Linked DNA regions of Xenopus laevis: region 2 is linked to region 1. A link is a contact called in public Hi-C data. All regions are on one chromosome and are shown on one strand. The core of a region is the stretch at or near the end of the contact, and the rest is flanking DNA. Distances in the headings are between cores, read along the strand shown.

Region 1 (4,875 bases), core at 788-3,287:
ACATTGGTTTGTTCCAGGTTGTTTAGTTGCCTTTAACTCTGCATGTAAAAGAATATAAATGTTCCATATAAATATTCTATTTAAATGTCATTCATCCCATGTACAAGTCACATGATACATTGCCCCATCATGTGTTTGTGTCTGCAACACAAGCTATGTAAATAGGGCTTTTATGGGATCTGTTAACCAGAAAGTTCTGAAATATGGGAAGGCCCATCTCCCATAGACTCCATTTTATCCTTATAATCCCTACTTTTAAAAATGATTTATTTTTTCTTTGAAATAATAAAACAGTAAAAACGTGTATGTTTGAGTATTTGCCATATATTAATACCTTGTGTCCCGAGTGTTCTTTGATTCTGTGATAATAATGTAGGAAGTGAAGAGCTTATCGGCGAGAATGTCTCATCTATTACGGACTGGCTTTGCTGAAATGAGCAGAAGGGATGTGTGTGTATTTTACAGACAATAACTGGTATTTCAGATGTGTTGTTATAACGCAATGGGTTCATTTTAATTGTAATAATACATATTGTAACAGTGTCCCGTTGATTGTCAGTGCTTTGGGGCAGGACCCAGCTGGCCCATTATTAACTGATTATTTAAATATCGGAACTATTTAAAGACCCCTAATTAAGTTGTTTTATTGTGAACAGCCACTAGATGTCCCTGCAACTCTTATTACAACCAAACCAACAGCACCTTTTCCTTTATATCCACTGACTCTCTAGTAATTGTACTGGAAGGTGTTTTGTTAGGACCATACTGAATCGCTCCTTGTAAACCCAAAGAAGAACCCCAAAGAGGCAATAGTTCTCCTCTGACATCTCAAGCAATGGCTCTTGAAGGATGATGGCAGATTTGAATACTCTGGCAATATACTGTATTTATAGGAACATGCACTTTATAGGAATCCATATGGCTACCCACCTACAGATATTTATGGTATATGACACTGAGTGCCCAATATTGATTACAATGTAATTATCCTACCGCACACCTGTAGTTCACCAATCCTGCAAGCTGGTGGTGCGTTCCTTCCGTTGACCCGGCCGGGTCCCTTAGCAACCAATGTGTAAATGAAACGGATCCGCACACACACCGATTAGTGCAGTTGGGGATTATCCCCTTTTATTCAGCCACCAAACATCAACATTTCGGGGGGGGGAACACCCACCCTTCATCAGGATGTTTGATGGCTGAATAAAAGGGGATAATCCCCAACTGCACTAATCGGTGTGTGTGCGGATCCGTTTCTTTTACACACTGAGTGCCCAATACCAGGCAAATAACATCCCACACCCTGTCCTCACCTTTAAAGGAGAAGGAAAGGTTAAAATTAAGTAAGTATCAGAAAGGTCTATATAAAAATTATAAATACACCAGTAAACCCTCAAAGTAATGCTGCTCTGAGTCCTCTGTCAAAAGAAACACCACATTTCTTTCCTTTTATTGTGTACTCATGGGCTTCAGTATCAGACTTCCTGTTTTCAGCTTAAACCTCCTTCCCCCAGGCGTGAGCATGCTCAGTTTGCTCCTCTTTCCCCCCCCCCCCTTCTCTGCTGTAATCTGAGCCCAGAGCTATAAGTGAGCAGGGAGAGACTCAGGCAGGAAGTGATGTCACACCAAGCTAATACTGCAGCTGCTATCCTAAGCTATCTACAGAATAAATGTAGCATGCTAGCTTGCACTATTACAGCTAATCTATTGGCAATAAACTGCCTCCGTAGCTCTGCTTCTCCTTTAATTCTGTTATCCCTGTGACTTTCTGAGTATCAGAGACCTGACGTGAACAGAGATCCTTATGTAGAACTGAGTTCTCCATGATTATGGCAGTACTGACTTGATTGCCCATCTGTCACTGCGGGTGCCATATTCATAGTGGGGGTCATTTATAAACACTTGGCAAATTTCCACATGGGCAGTTTCCCATAGCAGCCAATCAGATGTTTGCTTTCATTGTATTCCTTGCAGCTGGCTAAAAAAAAATCCAGAATAGGATGCCGGCGCTCCAGAATAGGGCACCGGCGCTCCAGGATAGGACGCCGGCACTCCCAGCCCCCCCCGACCTCCTCCCCCGGTCCCTAGGCCAAAAAAGGTTGGGGACCCCTGGCTTAGTCTATAGCAGTGATCCCCAACCAGTAGCTCAGGTGCAACATGTTACTCCCAGTGGCCTCAAAGCAGGAGCTTATATTTGAATTCCAGGCTTGGAGGCAAGTTTTAGTTGTATAAAAACCAGGTGCACTGCCAAATAGAGTCTCCTGTAGGCTGTCAGTCCACATAGGGGCTACCAAACAGCCAATCACAGCCTTTATTGTTAAACCCAGTGACTTTGTTCATGTTTGCGTTGCTCCCAGCGGTGTAACTACAAAGGAAGCAGACCCTGAAGGTATAGAGGACCCCATGAGGCCCAAATAAAGAGAATTTTCAGCATATATTAGTAAAACAGAACAACCTCTGGATATGTTGGGGGCACTAAAATTATTTTGCTGTGGGGCCCAGTAACATTTAGTTACGAGACTGGTTGCTCCCCAACTCTTTTTACATTTGAATGTGGCTCACGGGTAACAAAAAAAAAGGGTGGGGACAGATATTCATATGATATTTAGTACATGTGGTGCCTGCCAATCCTGACCAGTATCTGTGTACTATGGGAATCGAGTATGTGTAAAGGGGTTGTTCGCCTTTAAATTAACTTTTACTATGACGTAGAGAGTGATAGTCTGAGACAATTTGCAATTGGGTTTCATTTTTTATTATTTGTGGTTTTTGAGTTATTTAGCTTTTTATTCAGCGCCTCTCCAGTTTGCAGTTTCAGCAGTCTGGTTGCTATGGTCCAAATCACACTAGCAACCCTGCATTGATTTGAATAAGAGACTGGAGTATGAATAGGAGAGGCCTGAATAGAAAGATGAGTAATAAAAAGTAGCAATAACAATAAATGTGTAGCCTTACAGAGCACTTGTTTTTAGATGGGGACAGTGACCCCCATTTGAAAGCTGGAAAGAGTCGGGAGAAGAAGGCAAATAATTCAAAAACTCTAAAAAATACATAATGAAGACCAATGGAAAAGTTTCTTCGTATTGGCCATTCTATAACATACCAAAAGTTAGCTTGAAGGTGAAACATCCCCTTTAAAAAAAAAAAAGTATCTGTTTATGCCCCATATATGACACATGGATGATGGATCGGCCGAAGTGAAGCCACAGCTCTTCTTCTTTCCTCCTGTTCTGATTCTCTGGACTCACTGACATAATGAACAGAATATAAAGGTGTCTATACCTTGCATTGACCCACGTACAGTTTCAGGGGTGCCCACAGTACCTGCTCGTTCTCTGTATGTACAGCAGGTGGCGCTGGAGTTCCATATTTTGACTCCCGACTGCCTATGGGTAAATAAGTGGTGTGAATATATTTTTGTGCTGTTGCTGAGAACAGCAAGCTACTTGGGAAGTTCATGCAAAAGTTGCTGATTCGTAAAAATACAGCAGACAACGGATGAACTTTCCTTGTCCCCCCTTACAACAAGCAAATTGTCAGCTCCCACTATTGTGCAGTGTGTTAGTCTTAAAACTGTACGGTTACCCTCCTCTTAGTGCAATTCCCCCAACCCTGTCCTATCTTCTCCATAGCAATTTGCAAACTGGAGAGCTGCTGAATAACTCAAAATGTTTAAATAAAAGTTAAACCAATTGCAAATTGTCTCAGGATATCACTCGCTACATTATACTAAAAGTTAACTTAAAAGTGAACATCCCCTTTAACCCTGGGTCCCCCACACGTTGCAGAACTACAATTTACCAGCACTTACTGAGTACTGACTCTTGATTACAAGCTGGAGTATGCTGTGATTTGTAGTTCAGCAACATCTGGTGAACCCAAGCTTAAAGGAACAGTAACACCAAAAAAATGTGATTCAAAGGAACGACAATAAAATGTACTGGTGCCCTGCACTTGTAAAACTGGTGTGTTTGCTTCAGAAAAACTACTATAGTTTATATAAACAAGCAGCTGTGTAGCCATGGGGGCAGCCATTCAAGCACAGGATACACAGTAGATAACAGATAAGTACTACTATAGTTTATATAAACAAGCTGCTGTGTAGCCATGGGGGCAGCCATTCAAGCACAGGATACACAGTAGATAACAGATAAGTACTACTATAGTTTATATAAACAAGCTGCTGTGTAGCCATGGGGGTGGCCATTCAAGCACAGGATACATAGTAGATAACAGATAAGTACTACTGTAGTTTATATAAACAAGCTGCTGTGTAGTTATGGGGGCAGCCATTCAAGCACAGGATACACAGTAGATAACAGATAAGTACTACTCTAGTTTATATAAACAAGCTGCTGTGTAGCCACGGGGGCAGCCATTCAAGCACAGAATACACAGTAGATAACAGATAAGTACTACTATAGTTTATATAAACAAGCTGCTGTGTAGCCATGGGGGTGGCCATTCAAGCACAGGATACATAGTAGATAACAGATAAGTACTACTATAGTTTATATAAACAAGCTGCTGTGTAGTTATGGGGGCAGCCATTCAAGCACAGGATACACAGTAGATAACAGATAAGTACTACTATAATTTATATAAACAAGCTACTGAAGCCATGGGGGCAGCCATTCAAGCACAGGATACACAATAGATAACAGATAAGTACTACTATAGTTTATATAAACAAGCTGCTGTGTAGCCATGGGGGCAGCAATTCAAGCACAGGATACACAGTAGATAACAGATAAGTACTACTATAGTTTATATAAACAAGCTGCTGTGTAGCCATGGGGGCAGCAATTCAAGCACAGGATACACAGTAGATAACAGATAAGTACTACTATAGTTTATATAAACAAGCTGCTGTGT
Region 2 (4,875 bases), core at 1,341-3,840, 87 kb after region 1:
TCAGTTTGCCTCGGATAGTCTAATGAAAGCAAACATCTGATAGGAGTTGCTGTGGTTACACCCCCTGACATTACAACAACGATCTTGATTTTAACTAAAACTTACCAGCAGGGAATATTCAACCCGCAGGATATTACATCCCAAGATGGAAGGCTTGATTTTGGGTATTCGGATGCTTTTCCCTCTCCACGAGTCTGTCATGCCGGAAATGATGTGATTGCCTCTCACACTGCATAATTTCTGGGTGAAGACTTTGGTTTGACCATTGGCCAGGTAGGTGTGCTTGCCTATAATGGCCGCTTTAGGGACAACAATGCGGGAGCAGGTGTTCTCGAAGTCGGCAGAGATGCAGATGTCATCACCTATAAAGGAAGGATAAATCAGGTTAAGAGAGCAGCCATTTTTAAATGCAAGAACTAGTCTGCAACTTTTGTCTTTTCAACTACCTGCAGGTCTGACCGGATTTCATTTAGGTTTTAAATAGGTATGTTTGAAACCTTACGCAAACGAATTGAAAAATTAAATGGTCAAATTCTACTTGGGAGTTGTATTCAATATCATACTTTGGCCCTTTAAGAACTCGAATTTCGACTATTTGCCACCTAAAACATGGCCAATCACTGTCTACAAGTATACAACAATGAATACAACAGTATGTATTTAGCTTTTCAGATTCAAACCCTCAGAAGTACAAAGTAGAAACTTTAGGTAACAAAGAACCTTACCTTCACAGAATCCCTTGCGGTTAATGCAGGCACTCATAGAGATGTGGCCGTCAGGAATGAACATGCACGTCATCTTCTTGTACTTTTTGCCTGACACTGGTGACTGCCAGGAAGAAACAAACCAGATTAGTGATGCTCTATTGAGCTGCTGAAGATATAGACACGGACGGCTACTGCTTTGACCCTGTGACCCCGGAGCTAATCTACAATCCCATTAGCTGCTCTGTCAATGAACCTGACCTGTAAGTGCTGAAAGGGCAAGAGATCACTCTCCAGATAAACCAAGCATGCAAGACTACTTACTACTGGAGCACCAGCAATATAAGCACTTATTGCAACGTATTGAGATAAAAACCATGGCTTGCTTTTATTTCCATTACAGGCTGGGGGTTAAAATGTCCCAAAATGCCCAAAGGTATTGAAGGCTTAACCAAAATATTTTTAGAATGTACCTTCAGATTCCCCCTATACATAATGTCTTGCCATTCTACGTGCATTAGTATATAAAATAATATAGTTACCATGAGATCTGGAGTGTCAACGTTCACAGAGTCCTCGACTTGAAAGGACTTCTTTACTTCCTGGGGAGGATGGGATGGCCGATCGAGGAAAGCTTTGACCCAGTACTTGACAGAACCATACTTTCCTTTGAATGTTGACCCCAAAGGACTGCAAAGAAATAGAGGATTGTGTAAGACTTCCTATTTAACAAGTACCAAGCGGCTAAACGTCAGTCACATTTTTATAAAAGCAGGATACCTACCCTTGGGGCAGCTCCAATCCAAATTTGTATTCGTAGCAGTTGCCTGGCCTCATAAGGACAGATCCATCAGAATCTATTAGAGAGACATAGAAATTAAGATATAGGTCAGTGTAAGGTTTCTTCAAGTAACAAAAAGCACGGTATATAGCACTACATTGAACAGAAAGGAACAGGACATCTACTTTATAAATAGGGCAGGATACTATTAATCTCCCGTTATGATACTGGGCCAAAATCCAACAGCTTGGTTCCGGCTAACAAACCCTACCATGGCAACAGTGTCCTGCTAATAGCCTCTGTAGTTTTCACACAAGCATCATATTTCTCAAATACAGTAATGAGCCAGTGCAATGGGAACGTAGGACTGGGGCAGTAGCAGGTTCTGCATACCAGGAATGTCTGACACCCAAGTCCCCTATTCAGGTCCATTTGATTGTTACATAGCACACGGGTGCTGCATTTGATGACCAGAATCATAACAGCGAACACGGGATATTAAATCGAACATCCTCAAAGGGTATGTAGTCCTGCTGTAGTTTAAAGGGACATTTAAAGGGACAGCAAACCCACTTCCTGCCCAAAAGCATCAGGCAAGCAAATTAAAATGAAAATATTCACATTTAACAGAACCTCATTCTTTCCCTCCCACCATTGGTCCACATTCTGCTTCTTACCTAAGGTCTGATCGTCCACCTGCAGGGTGTCCTCGTATCTCAGGTACTCCATCTCCTGCTTGCAGTTCTGGGACCACAATACCTTGGCCACCCCGCACGCCAACAATCTCACCGCCGTCACCCGGGTCACCTCCGCCACCTCCACCAGGACTTTGCCCGTTACTTTGTCCCCACCGCAGTAAACCTTCTGGGGGTCGGTGAAAGACACTTCAAAGCACTTGACTTTCTTGAAGACAACCATGGTGGCAAATAGGGATAGTCCAAAGATGCTTGTAATGACAGTTGGGCTGCTGCGTGCAACCTGACAGACAATGAATGAATAATAGTCCCTGGATATGGATCACACAAGGAAGAAAGTGCTTTTAGTTTCAATTCAGTGGTGTGAACGTTCCAACCCTGCAAAGCTCTTGCACTGGTTACAAGTCCCACCACCCTCTCTAACAGGTTGTAAACAAGACCAGGAAATCAGCCCTTTATATCAGCGCTGCTGCGCTCCCGCCCCGCCCACCTCGTGCATGCCGACAGCTTCCCCATGCTCGCCTCGTGCACACGGTTCTCATTGGTCCGCGGTATGTTGTTAACGGAGCGGCCGGCCAATAGGAGCCGCCAGGCAGCGCGTGAACACGGCATGCCAAGCTGGAGAAAGGAGAACGGAGGGGCGGAGCCTGCGTCTCATTCCTGAGGTTGTTTGTCACGGCGGCTGCTGGCCGGGATGTGTGTGTGGGACGGTGACGAGACTGGGCACGTTGCCTGCGGGGGGTTGTTTACTGTTCTGCCTAGTGCCGTCTGTACGGGGTACTCCTGTATTGTGTGGCGCCTCGGTATAATGGAACTGGAACAAGTACTATCGTTATTAAATCTCTGTGCAGCTGCACTCAGTAATACCTGTTACCGTGAGCTCAAGGCTGCCCTACGTGCTAATGTGGAGCTGCTGCTGAACTACTCCCAGAACTAAGCTCTGTACATTTTATTTCTTGGTTCCAGATACTTTATATATTCACATAATTACAGCTTTGTATGCACAATCTCCCACAGACACACTACTACACCTACAGTTACACTACATGTATATACACCGTCTCTCAGGTCCGCCACTACTATACTCACCTAGGTCCTCCACTACTATACGCACCTTCCCACAGTTCCACCACTACTATACACACCTTCCCATAAGTCCTCCACTACTATACGCACCTTCCCATAGGTCCTCCACTACTATAAGCACCTTCCCACAGTTCCACCACTACTATACGCACCGTCCCACAGTTCCACCACTACTATACGCACCGTCCCACAGTTCTGCCACTACTATAATCACCGTCCCACAGTTCCATCACTACTATACTCACCGTCCCACAGTTCCACCACTACTATACACACCTTCCCATAGGTCCTCCAATACTATACGCACCTTCCCACAGTTCCACCACTACTATACGCACCGTCCCACAGTTCTGCCACTACTATAATCACCGTCCCACAGTTCCATCACTACTATACTCACCGTCCCACAGTTCCACCACTACTATACACACCTTCCCATAGGTCCTCCAATACTATACGCACCTTCCCACAGTTCCACCACTACTATACGCACCGTCCCACAGTTCTGCCACTACTATAATCACCGTCCCACAGTTCCACCACTATTATACGCACCATCCCACAGTTCCACCACTACTATACTCACCGTCCCACAGTTCTGCCACTACTATAATCACCGTCCCACAGTTCCACCACTATTATACGCACCATCCCACAGTTCCACCACTACTATACTCACCGTCCCACAGTTCCACCACTACTATACACACCGTCCCACAGTTCCACCACTACTATACACACCGTCCCACAGTTCCACCACTACTATACGCAACGTCCCACAGTTTCGCCACTACTATACAGACTGTCCCACAGTTTCGCCACTACTATACAAACTGTCCCACAGTTCCACAGACTGTCCCACAGTTTCACTAATATATACGTTGTCCCACAGTAGATTCCTGCAGAGGTTTGAGTACCTGAGAGTACCTAAGTGTTACCATCCTTTTTAAGGTTGCAAGTTGGAATTTTAGGTCACGGGTCTCATAGTAGGCTTCTCTGCCTTACTTGCCACCCCCTCAGCCTCAGCTGATGCCACTTTTGGGTGGGGTGTCTGGGGCCCACCAGGGCTGCCACCTGGGGGACCCCATCCCAGTTGACCACTCCAGTTCATTCAAAACCAACCTCCTCCTCTCACTGAGCACCACTTATTGCTCTTCATTTTCGGCAGCAATGGAAGGGGAACATCAGCACCTGCAGTTCCTGGTGCAGGGAGATCTTTTTAAGAGGGAGCAGACCTGGGTTGTTGGGAGCCATGGGGCCCTCAATGGATAGGGCCCACCCAGTGTTCCACCAGCCCAGTCGACCCTGTGTTTCAGGCAGTGTGTAAGCTGGTGGAGAAAGAAGTTAATGGGTCACAGGTCTGATTAGGCCTCTTCCCTTGACACCATCTTGCCACTGTATACACTCTATTCCCCTGATACTCTACTATGCACATAACCCCATGGTCCTTTGACTGAAGGTTGTGTGTAGAGTAAAACATGATAATATCAGGGGGAGATGCTATAACTGTCCATAGACAGTGCCTTAGGTCTATGCTAGTGATGTGTGGGTTGAGCTGAAGCCCGCTGTGAGCCATGGGTTGACCACCAGTCGGGTGGTCATTCCATGT

Evidence for each region. A called contact is a pair of places that touch in the nucleus more often than the background predicts.
Region 2: a contact with region 1 is called in a Hi-C map of the XL177 cell line, with 5 times the contacts expected there. The contact joins the promoter of txnip.L here to the enhancer-like site in region 1. A contact is called at or near these places in 2 of 4 Hi-C or Micro-C datasets (the XL177 cell line and the XTC cell line).

Annotation. Positions count from the first base shown.
Region 1 is chr8L:119,462,879-119,467,753 of Xenopus_laevis_v10.1, forward strand. No RefSeq gene overlaps it. Among protein-coding and RNA genes, the nearest start is that of polr3gl.L, 31 kb to the left of the region's middle. Within about 2 kb of position 2,038, at least 1 of the 7 cell types and tissues checked has an H3K27ac peak or open chromatin away from gene starts, as enhancers often do.
Region 2 is chr8L:119,549,471-119,554,345 of Xenopus_laevis_v10.1, forward strand. txnip.L (thioredoxin interacting protein L homeolog) reads right to left here and starts at 2,591. Exons shown (of 8, transcript NM_001093153.1): 1 at 2,163-2,591; 2 at 1,489-1,561; 3 at 1,247-1,394; 4 at 726-828; 5 at 106-362. The coding sequence starts at 2,403.